2 separate regions of the Mus musculus genome follow, and region 2 is linked to region 1. A link is a contact called in public HiChIP or PLAC-seq data. All regions are on one chromosome and are shown on one strand. The core of a region is the stretch at or near the end of the contact, and the rest is flanking DNA. Distances in the headings are between cores, read along the strand shown. Region 1 overlaps Dapp1 (dual adaptor for phosphotyrosine and 3-phosphoinositides 1). Region 2 has its middle 4.2 kb from the start of Mir6380.

Region 1 (5,489 bases), core at 22-2,521:
TTGGAGACTTAACAATGCACTAAATCTCTTCACAACTCCATCTTGACTAGTTCTTACCTGGGTAATTGGAACAGTGCTATACATTGGAGTTGGGGTCGGAGCGTCTATGAGTTCTGCCTGGCATAACTTCCATTCTCTGGCAGTGAGTCTACATGCGTTTTTTAGAAGGAGAGATAGGTACAGAATAGGAAACAAATTAGGTAGCCAAAGGGAGAAAAATTATATCTAGTAACATTTGGAGTCACCCTGACAAGTCTTATTTATAAATTTTCTAAATAGGGCTAGGCAGTAATAGCTAAGTCTATGCAAGATAAAAATAACTGAGTTGAACTCCCAGAACCCATGTAGAAAACTAGGAATGTTGGTATGTGCTCATAATCCTGATGCTAGAAAGGAGAACACGGAGGTATCCCTGGGGCTCACTGGCCACACAGAACTTGCTGAATTGATGAACCCCAGGTTCAGTGAGAGTCCTTGCCAAAAAAAAAAAAAAATCCATGGAGAAGATTCCTGACAAATGATACCTGAGGTTAACCCCTGGCTTCCACAACCATGTGCATACATGTGCACGTGTGCTTATACACACATGTACCTGCACATGTGAGAACACAGGTACTTACACTGCGTGTCAGGTAGATCACAGATGGTAACTAAAGTTTTATCTACATGTGACTCATCTGAGCATAAGCTATTTATGAATAGACTGCATGTATTTCACCTTCATGAAAAATTAAAATAAATATCACTGGTTTTCATTACAAATACTTGGTAACATTTGGAGCAGGGGGAAGCTACCATCAGAGGTGACAGGATCCATAGGCCAGTTGTTTAGAGTTATGGTTATTTTTATTCATTTATTTGTCCATTTCCTTAATAATAGACCTTTGAAAGCGTGCATCTTGGACCAGCCATCGTAACTCGATGACCTTGTTGGGAAGAAGTCTAGTCTCATAGGGCCACTAAGACCCAAATCTTGCTACAAAGCAAAGTGTAGCAATCGCTTAAAAGAAGGCAAGTTTTTGAGCAAGAAATTAAAAGGCACTCAACATAAGGCAGAATTATCATGAGGTAGAAGTTTCAGGAAGACTCAAGGTTGTTTACCAATGGGAAGGGCCAATTGTAGGTAAGGAGCAAGGATGGAAAAAACTCTTCCTAGAGGAACAGCAGGTCCAGATGGACAGGGGCCCTGAAGCTGGCGCCCCAGATCAGCAACATCCACTGAGGTGAGAGTCTGTTAAAAACCTTCCACCTGCTGAGTCATCGTCTGGGCATGAGACCCAGCAACCTGGCTCTTCAGACCTTACTGTTGACTCTGATACATTCTGAAGTTGGGGTGTTGGCCACAGAGTGGGAGGTGAGACTAGGGAGAAGAGAAATGAACAAATGAAGTGAGCAGGAGAGATTTTATACAACGTTTTTCATCTTGAAGATGAAGTGGAAAATGACAGCCTTGGAAATGTGACACTCTATTCCGTAGATAATCATGCAGGCAGGCAAGGGAGAAGACTAGGGTCATGTGACTCACCGACAGAAGCAGGCTTCTGACTGATTCCCAGACTAGGGAGGAAGGCCAAGGACACACACGTCCTGCCTGTCACCTCTGTCTCTGAATTCATGGCCTTTATGGACGTTAATATTCAAGAACCTTTGCCGTCAGTGGAAGAGAAGGCAGGGGAACTGTCTCATGTCTTCAAGTAGAGTGAAAACCTGAGAGTATTCCCTGACAGAAGACACACGTGACAGCCTCTAAAGTGCTTGGCGATTTTGATGGCTGTGTGTTCCGCATCGTCAAAGGCTTATTTATGGTGATGCTAACACATTGCTATATTTACCTTCAAAAAGAATTGTCATTTGTTAAATAATATTCTTCTTTTCTTTCAGAGCCAAAGACTCTGTCAAACACTTTCATGTTGAATATACTGGGTACTCGTTTAAATTCGGCTTTAATGAGTATTCATCTCTAAAGGATTTTGTCAAGCATTTTGCAAATCAGCCTTTGATTGGAAGCGAGACAGGTAAGCTGTCTAAATACCTGGCTTATTAATATGGTTATTAATACATATTTCTGCATGAGGATCTGCTTGGAGTCTGGTGACTTCTGCTGGGGCTGAGAACATTGCATGGTGAGAGATAGGGAAGGAATACATCAAACACGGAGCCCTGGCCACAGCCACAAGCTCACCTGGAACTTGTGACCCTCTCGTCTCAGCCTCAGAAGCTCTGAATTATGGGATATGGGACATGAAAAGCTCACACAGACAGACAGAGCTTCATATAAGTTTGAGGCTACAGTCTGATCCACATAGTTAGTTCCATAGCTAGTCAGGTCTATATAGTGAGACCATAAATAAATAAATAAATAAATAAATAAATAAATAAATAAGACAGAGAGGGAGAGAGGGAAAGAGAGAATTTCTTTAGAATGTTCTCTTTTATAATACATAAAGAAAAGAAAACACAAGCCAATTCACAATCATTTCAGGCCTGACAGGAAACTCTGCTTGTAACACAAAACTGATAGGTTTAGAAACATCTCTGTGTGTGTGTGTGTGTGTGTGTGTGTGTGTGTGTGTGTGTGTGTGTGTAGGTGAGACCCTGAGAACTTAATCAGGAACATTTTCAAAGGTAAACTTCACACGAAATGCCCACAGCAACCAAGTGCTCAATATTGAAAATGTTGGCTAGAAGACATTTTTATGAGCAATAATAATAATAATAATAATAATAATAATAGTACCCTTAGTTTATTACAAAGTTTCACCCAGGCAGTGGTGGCGCATGCCTTTAATCCCAGCACTTGGGAGGCAGAGGCAGGTGGATTTCTGAGTTTGAGGCCAGCCTGGTTTACAAAGTGAGTTCCAGGACAGCCAGGGCTACACAGAGAAACCCTGTCTCCGAAAACAAAAACAAAAACAAAAAAAAACCCCAAAACAAACAAACAAAACAAAACAAAAACCCAAAGTTTTAGGCCTATAGCTTGGTATGGACTTGAAATTTCTCATTTCAGTCGTTAGTCAAAGTGGAAGACATATATATATAATCTCTATATATATATATTAGAGAGAGAGAGAGAGAGAGAGAGAGAGAGAGAGAGAGATCAAACACCACATTTTGTCAGCCCACATCCCACTGGTATAACCACTATGGATACTTGAGCTAAGGGAGAATACAGGTAGGGAAGTAAGTTTATTTTGTCTGATGGCATCTGCAGTTTTAGGCCATGACCCCTTACCCCCTTGTCACCATGATGAGAGTACACAGCAGTGAGAACCACTCAGCAGATGAACAGGAAGCAAAGAAGATGGAGTTGGGGTGGGGCTTATCCCTGTTTTACTATCCCCTTCAATGTCACACCACCAATGACCTAACTTTTTCACACTGTTCCTACCTTCTCATAAGACCAAGCAGGCGGTCACATCCCTTTAGCACATGGACCTTTGATGGACATTCTCTATACATACTGAAGCACACACTATGCTGGCCCTTGAGTTTTCTAACTTGTTTGTCTATAATCTATAAAGTAAAGGGTCACCTCTGAATTTATGGTTTAGAATTCTAGCCTTATTTGCTTTAAATGATAAAAAAAAATCTGTTTATCAACAATGGGAAGACTGCAAGAATCTATAGCCCGAGAGATGGTGCCACAGCTAATTGCCATGAATCTGTACATTTTTCTTGTAATATCTGGAGTGATCTTTCTGCTCATCAGTGTGGCGGGGTGAGCTGGCATCACTGATCACTGCTGTTGCCACTTATGTCACTGGGACAGACCCCAGTATGAGTCAGTGTCTGGCACACAGATGAACAACTCACAGGAGCCACACACTGGCTGCTCACAAAAAGACGAGGTTTGAGGTAAAATGTTCTGAGTGTGAACCTAAAGCTGTCAATCTGTCAATTTCCAGGATGGAAATCCTCACAATCAGCCCTGACAGTTTCCTCAGTGTTTAACTCGTTCTCACAAACAAATACATATGGGAATATTAGTTTCCACTGCTACCTTGACCTGAGAGAGCACATCGACTTCTCTAATCTCTGCAGCTTTCCTCCCGGTGTGTGCTCCACCCTACACTTGGTTTTATTCAATTCTTGATCTCTGGAAATGGAGAGGAGTGTTTTAAGGCTTCTTCTTCTTCTCCTTCTTCTTCTTCTTCTTCTTCTTCTTCTTCTTCTTCTTCTTCTTCTTCTTGTTCCTCTTCTTCTTCCTCTTCCTCTTCTTCTTCCTCCTCCTCCTCCTCCTCTTCTTCTTTCCTTCTCCTCCTTCTCCTTCTTCTTCCTCTTCTTATCTTCTTCTCCTCATCCTCTTCAATTACAGAACTATTTATTTATTTTATTTATATAAGTACACTGCAGCTGTCTTCAGACACACCAGAAGAGGGCATCGGATCCCATTACAGATGGTTGTGAGCCATCATGTGGTTGTTGGGAATTGAACTCAGAACCTCTGGAAGAGCAGTCAGTGCTCCTAACCACGTAGCCATCTCTCCAGCCCCCACATTCTTTTTTTGAATGCCTCTCCTTTTGTTCCTCCCATATTTGCTATCAGTGAAGAAATAAATGAAATAAATGAAATAAATGAAGGGATGAGTATCTTTTAGGAATCCTGTAGCCATCAAAACCACTATTGTTATCTGTTTGCCACCTCTTTAAGTAAAGTTAATTCTTTCATTTAAACTTCTTTCCTAGACACTATTTAAATCTTTTTTATGCTTCTCTGTACTCATTACTGGACCTTCTCAAAATGAGGGGATGGCGAATGGATGTGCATACACATCTTGCTTTCTGGCAGATTTCAAGGCTGGGACCAAAGTGAATGCGATATATTTTGATTGAGACGTTCCCACACAGTCATCAGACAAGAGGCTCACCTGAAATTGCATCACAGTAGGGTCACCTGCACACAGTAGGGTCAATGTCACATTGCATTTAGAGCTATGTACAGCCGCTTTGTAAATACATTATCCTGACTAAAGAAATCTCACAGCCAAGTGTAGTGGTAGTTGTAATTCTAGCACATAGGCAAAAAGATCCCATGTTCAAGGTGAGCCTAGACTACACATCCAAGGTAGAGGATAACCTGGCCTACATAACAAGACCCTGACCAAAAAAAAGAGGCTTAATGCGTTAGTATTGGAGTTTATAGAGTAGTTCCTCCAAAGTTAAAATGTTCTGTGTGTTATCACCAAGGCTCCCACTTCATCTATTCTCGAAAACTAAATTCGTCATCTTGTCCACGGGGTGTCCTCTGTGCTACCCATCATCTGATACACAATCTGCTGCTTCCGGAGCCCTGATTCAGCTGATGAGTGTGCACTTGACTTGCTGACTTCAAGCCATCGAGTTAGAATGCATTAATTCCACTTGCTTATCTGTTCCCACCAGATGAAGCCACAGCCATCCAAGCTTATTCAAAGGACACAACTCATGACACTTGAGTGTTCTAATCTGCCCACCGTGGGAGTAATAGGCTTCCGGAACACAAGATAGTG
Region 2 (5,760 bases), core at 2,649-5,148, 180 kb after region 1:
GGCCACCAAGGTAGGAAGAGGAAAGGAAGGATTTATAGGTTGGCGAGCAAAAATTTATACTCAGGAGCAACAAAGAAAGGAAACCAGATAGTTTGGAATACGGTGTATGATGGTCCCTTTGACTGTTAACTTGGCACAATGTAGAATCTCCTAGAAAGAGAATCCTAATGAAAGACAGTCTAGATTAGGATAGTCTATGGGCATGCCTGGGAAGAAGTGTTTAGACTAGGGAGCAGGCAGACTACGAGTGAGAAGCAACCTTCCCTGGGTTTGGACTAGAAAGGAGAAGGCAAGCTGAGAGCCTATAAACATGGGTGCTCTCCTTTTCCTTTTTATAATGTGTGTGTGTGTGTGTGTGTGCCTGTGTGGGCATGTGCATGTATGTGTGTGTGTGTGTGTGCACAGTGCTTGCAGAGGCCAAGATGTCAGATCTCCGTGGAGCTGTAGTTACAGGCAAGCTGCCACGTCATTGTGGTTCAGGGAACTGGACTCAGGTCTTCTGGATGAGCGGGAAGAGCTCTAAGTCTCTGGGCCATCTCTCTAGCCCCATCTCTTTCTGCTTAAAAAAGAAAATCTTTGTTGCTGTTGTTGTTTTGTTCAGTTATTTTTGAGATGGAGTCTGTAATCTTGGCTGCCCTGGAACCCTTTATGAAGACCATGCTGGTCTTGAATACACAGATCCATGTGTCTCTGCTTCCTGAGCGATGGGATTAAAGGCGTGAGCCACCACACCCAATCTTTCTGCTTCTTGACTGTGATCTGCTTCAAGTTCCTGCTGCCCCGACTTCCCCGCAGTCATGGTCTGCCACATGGAATTTCAAGCTGAAATAAACTTCATCTTCCCTAAGTTGTTTTGTCAGGGTATTTTATCACCACCACAGGAAAGAAGCTAGGATAGGTGGAGAGGCAGTTCTGAAGGATTTGGGTAAGAAAGTGTGGAGTAGTTTGTGAGCACTGGAGAATTCACAAAGGCAGTCTGTCAAGCTTGCTTGAAGTTATAAGTAAGATTTCCTAATGTCCTTACAGGCTCAGGAGAAAACACTGGGTTTGCTTTCCCCAACCCCCACGGTATTTTGAGAGCTTGTTGCTCTGGGTTTAAGACAGATGGGAGTTCTCAGGGTTGGATCCTTATTGTGAGCTACTGATGTAGTCCTTCCTCAATTACAGAGCAACTAAGTAGATTAAGAGCAAGGAAACCTTTCAAGACCGACATTAAATCGGGAGGTATTGGTTCTGCCCCTTCTGAGAAGCGAACTATTCAATAAAACAGCTGTCCTCCCCGACACCAAACTATGCTCTTATGTTCTGCAATAGAGCACCAGCATCTACCTATATCTTTCCTGCCTTCCAGGAGAGAATGAGGTGTCTTTTTTTTTTTTTTTTAAGATTTATTTATTATGTATACAGTGTTCTGCCTGCAGAAGAGGGCACCAGATCTCATTATAGATGGTTGTGAGCCACCATGAGGTTGCTGGGAATTGAACTTAGGACCTCTGGAAGAGCAGACAATGCTCTTAACCTCTGATCTATCTCTCCAGCCCTGGGAGGTGTCTTTAATAGCTCAGATGTGCAGTGTCTTCAAGCGTGATGATTTTCCCATTGAGTTAGCTAAGAGGAGTTGAATAGCAATGCTATCCTGTAGGAAGAAACCTAGGTCAAGGAAGGCAATCTGGCTTCCTGATAAGCTGCAGTTGTGAGCGTGTAAAATATTCTGGACAGCTGTTTTACATCACCAAGAGCTCTGTGGTTCGGCATTTCTCAGGGAGCCCTTCCACAGGTGCGTCGTGTGCTCTCAGGAGCGACTCTCTCCACTTGTCTACCGAATGCAGTTCTGTTAGGTACCCAGACAGCTGGGTGTGGTGACCGGAGTTTGGTCCCACCCCTGGAAAGGATTGGGCAGGAGGATTCTGCATTCCAAAGCAGCCAAGGCTACTATACTAGATCGGAACATATACGGGAATAAAACAGAGCCCCGCGGAAGTTTAGGTGAAAGGGTTTAGAGATGCTAAGTGAGCAATCATGCAAATGAGCGGCTTCAAAGATCCTTCCTGGGATAAGGGAACAGCTGGGGTCTAAAGAAAGCCCGGCTAGGGAGCCCTGATGGCTATTAGGTCTAAGGGTGGATGGAGTTGGCTTTCATCCTCGAAGGGCGAGATAACAGAAACGTCCCCTCCTGCCCCAGAAGAAGGGCTCACTTTGGCTGGGTGCTACACTTGGGCGGGAAGACCTCGTGTGAGGTCTCTTGCAGTCTCAAGTCTAAAAGGACCCTAGGAACTTAGGGAACCTTTGGAGCTTTATTGTAAAAGTGGTTGGAAGCAGGCAGGGATTTTTGTCTGAGTGAGATTGCTGGCTGCAGACTGTAGAATTCATTCCAAGTGGCTTGTTTGTTTGTTTGTTTTGAAGCATGCAATATGATCATTTCTTCAAGTAAAATGTTTCATAATTTGTGCTGTCCGAATGACATCTAAGCTTTCTGTCTTAGGTTATTAAGTAGCTTACTGTACCCGAGTTAGCACCCAGTTTGCTTCTGGTGAGGGGGAGTTCTGCGTAGTCTGTGTGGAGAAATGGAGGCGCAAGTGGCCATGTGAAAAGGGGTGCTGTCTAAACTTTGAAGAAATTAATTAAGCTTGATTGTGTGTGTGTGTGTGTGTGTGTTTATGCGTGCGCGTGAGACTTGATGGTATCCTAGCTTCCCCTGTGGACTACAGGAATGGCTTCTGATCCTAGATGGGGCTGTGTCCCATCCTCTTCTGTAGGTTTGTTGGCCAATTGCACACGTAGGTGACAAAGACTCCCCCAGCTATGAATATACATGCTCCCATCTAAGTCAGAGCAAGCCTCTCTTTCCACCTCCCATCTCTCTACCTTTAAATACTTGAATAGTGCTGCTTTGGAGATTAAAGGGCAAACTGCAGGGTTCTCTTCTACAAGGCAGAGCCTGGGAATCAAACTCAGTTTGTCAGCCTTGGTGACAAGTGCCTTTACCTTCTGAGCCATGCACCCATATCTTAAACTATTGCTGCTTTTCTAGATCTCCTCCCCTTTTAAAATAATTGGCTTTGAGACAGGATCCAGCTTATCTTAAATTTAATATATAGCTGAAGATGGCTATGAGTTTTCAAACTTCTCATTTTCTTGCCACCACTTGGAATTGCATGTCTGCTACCACCTGGGATTACAGGTGCGTGCCAACCTTGCTTGGTTTATGCAGTGCTGGGGGTTGAACTCAGGGCTTTGTACATGTTAGACAAGTAGTCTACAGTGGACCTATATCCCCAGTCTGCCTTTGGTTTTTGAGATAGAGACTTCATCTAGCCCAGGCTGGCTTCTGAGTCCTGGGACTATTGCAAGCCCGTCTTTGATTCATACTTCCCTCTGGCCGTGTTCTTCTCTTCCCACCACATTTTGCTGTACTGGCCGAGGGCCTTTCATGCGTCTTCACTTCAAATCAAGCCAGTAAATAGCTCTCAGTGATGGGCAGTGCGATTCCACATGCATGCACCCTTACACAGTATAGCAGATAAGTGTTAGGAGGAAAAGTATTTCCACACTCAGTTCAGAAATTACTTTTAATCAGAGAACTCCATAATTTAGGGTTTTGCATTCTGCCTGTCGTTTCCAAAATTCAGTCCAGGGATGCGGCTTGCTGGGTAGAATGGTTGCCCAGCGTTCACAAAACCCTCTCTGGGTTTAGAACCCAGGACTAAGCTGGTGGCACGATGGTGCATGCCTGCAATCTCAGCTCTCAGTGGCAGAAGCCAGAGGATCTGAGTTCGAGGTCGACCTCTGACATGCAGGCCATTCCAAGCCAGTCTGGTGCAAATGAGACGATCTCAAATCAACAAAGTTAACAGAATACCTGGCTAACCTTCATCTCTTACCTTGTACTGCCATCCTGTGGCCATTTTATTTTCTAGCCTAAAAAGAAAGGAAACCCTGTTTTCTATTTCCATCACACACAATAGCCCCGGGTTGTCACTAAACACAGGACTACATATATACTGTACTAAACACAGTACACAGATATCGCGGTACTACCAACATGTCCCGCCACATGGAGTGGAGTCCACCATGCCATTTATGTTCTGAGTGAGACAGGCTTTCCCAGGACTCTGCTCTTCAGGCTCCCCTCCTCTCTACCTTGGAATCTCTTGGCGGCTTCTGCAGGACTTCTCTGTACTAGCGTCGGCGACATCTTGGTTCTCTCTTGGGTGCTCAGAAATACTTTCTGCTGGAAGCCTGGGTTTGTCTTTCTTTTGTACGTTGTCCCGTTGGCCTATCTTCTGAACTTCTGCTAAACCCCAGAGCTCTCTTAGTGACTTGACAAGACAGGCAGGGTGCCTGGAAAAGAATGTGCTCAGGCATATCCTGGCTGTGACCACACATGGTTTAGCTTCTCTAGAGAAATGACTGCACAGAAGGTTAAATGTAAGGTAGCCAATGGTTTTCTGCTGGTTCTGGGATTCCTTGCACAGAGCTTGTCTCCTCTGTGACTAGGAGGCAGTCAGTGGGCACATTCCAGGAGAGCAATCTTTGTTCTTGTTTTTGGTATCCAAGACCTCTAGGGTTTAAGGTCCAGTCCTGGAAAATAATAACAGTGATAGTGGTTACTATCTGCAGAGTCCTGGTATGTCTCTGTCCTATCTAACATTACTCACAATTTCTTTTCTTTTCTTTTCTTTTCTTTTCTTTTCTTTTCTTTTCTTTTCTTTTCTTTTCTTTTCTTTCATCTTCTCTTTCTTTCTTTCTTTCTTTCTTTCTTTCTTTCTTTCTTTCTTTCTTCCTTTCTTTCTTTTGACAAGGTTTCTCTGTATAGCCTGGCTGTCCTGGAACTCACTTTGTAGACCAGGCTGGCCTTGAACTCAGAAATCCGCCTGCCTCTGCCTCCTGAGAGCTTAAAGTCGTGTGCTACCACGCCCAGCTTTTTTTTTTTTTTTTTTACAATTTCAAGACCATGAGGTGAGAATATGATTGTTTTTGTTTTACAAGTAATGAAAGTTCTTAGTCACAGAGTAATGATCCTTCTTGTCTAAGGTGGCTCAGCCTGGAATTGGGTTGCTGAAAATGACTTCGCATCCCTGATATCCTTGAATGAACTTCAGTCTGTGTCTCAGTATAAGCCTTTCCTTATAGCCCAGTATCTTTGAACTTCTCAGCCTAGGGTGTTCCTTCTAGGACGAGAAGGGACTGAAGAGTCAGTGCCCATTGTTTATAGATCCTCAGTGTACTATCTTCGTACGCAATATCCATGCTCCAATAAACACCAGTGTTCATTCTGAAAGGTAATTGCAAGCATTAACAACTTCCAGTGTTCCAGCATTATCTCTAGGATAACTTGCAGCTCTGAACAATGCTTTAGAAAGACCTCCCTAGCAGCGTGCTCGGGAGCCATTCCTGTTCCATTAATGCCAATGACTGCATTTGCTCTGAGCACTGTAAGCGACTCTGCTGCAGACTTCAAGACTGCTGCAAAGATGCATTTTTGACACTGACGACTTTGATGGCAGCCCAGCTCTAGCATCAACATTAACAAGGAGATTTATTTACTTTTATTTTTGGCTGTGCATATCTATGTGTACCTCACATACCTGGCACCTGGGAAGGCCAGAAGAGAGCATTGAATCCCCTGTAACTGGAGTTACAGCCAGTTGTGAGCCATCACGTATGTACTGAGAACAGGACAAGGTCCTTTGCAAGAGGAGCAAATGCTCTTAACCACTGAGCCATCTCTCCAGGTTTCATCAGTTTGATCTTAAAGAA

The links. HiChIP or PLAC-seq counts read pairs in DNA pulled down with a chosen protein or histone mark.
Region 2: a contact with region 1 is called in an H3K27ac HiChIP or PLAC-seq map of embryonic stem cells, with 13 read pairs. The contact joins two enhancer-like sites. A contact is called at or near these places in 3 of 484 Hi-C or Micro-C datasets (embryonic stem cells and regulatory T cells), 10 of 115 datasets of contacts at active chromatin or transcription factors (bone marrow-derived dendritic cells, embryonic stem cells and pancreatic cancer cells) and 4 of 9 other capture datasets (adipose tissue, embryonic stem cells, liver and 1 more).

What each region holds. Positions count from the first base shown.
Region 1 is chr3:137,957,968-137,963,456 of GRCm38.p6, reverse strand. Dapp1 (dual adaptor for phosphotyrosine and 3-phosphoinositides 1) reads left to right here. Exons shown (of 9, transcript NM_011932.3): 3 at 1,882-2,015. The region is part of intron 2 of Gm19708 (a long non-coding RNA gene); the gene reads right to left. Among named protein-coding and RNA genes, the nearest start is that of Gm19708, 17 kb to the right of the region's middle. Within about 2 kb of position 1,271, at least 66 of the 459 cell types and tissues checked have an H3K27ac peak or open chromatin away from gene starts, as enhancers often do. A contact at or near this core is called in embryonic stem cells, where this site is marked.
Region 2 is chr3:137,776,494-137,782,253 of GRCm38.p6, reverse strand. No RefSeq gene overlaps it. Among named protein-coding and RNA genes, the nearest start is that of Mir6380, 4.2 kb to the left of the region's middle. Within about 2 kb of position 3,898, at least 5 of the 459 cell types and tissues checked have an H3K27ac peak or open chromatin away from gene starts, as enhancers often do. A contact at or near this core is called in embryonic stem cells, where this site is marked.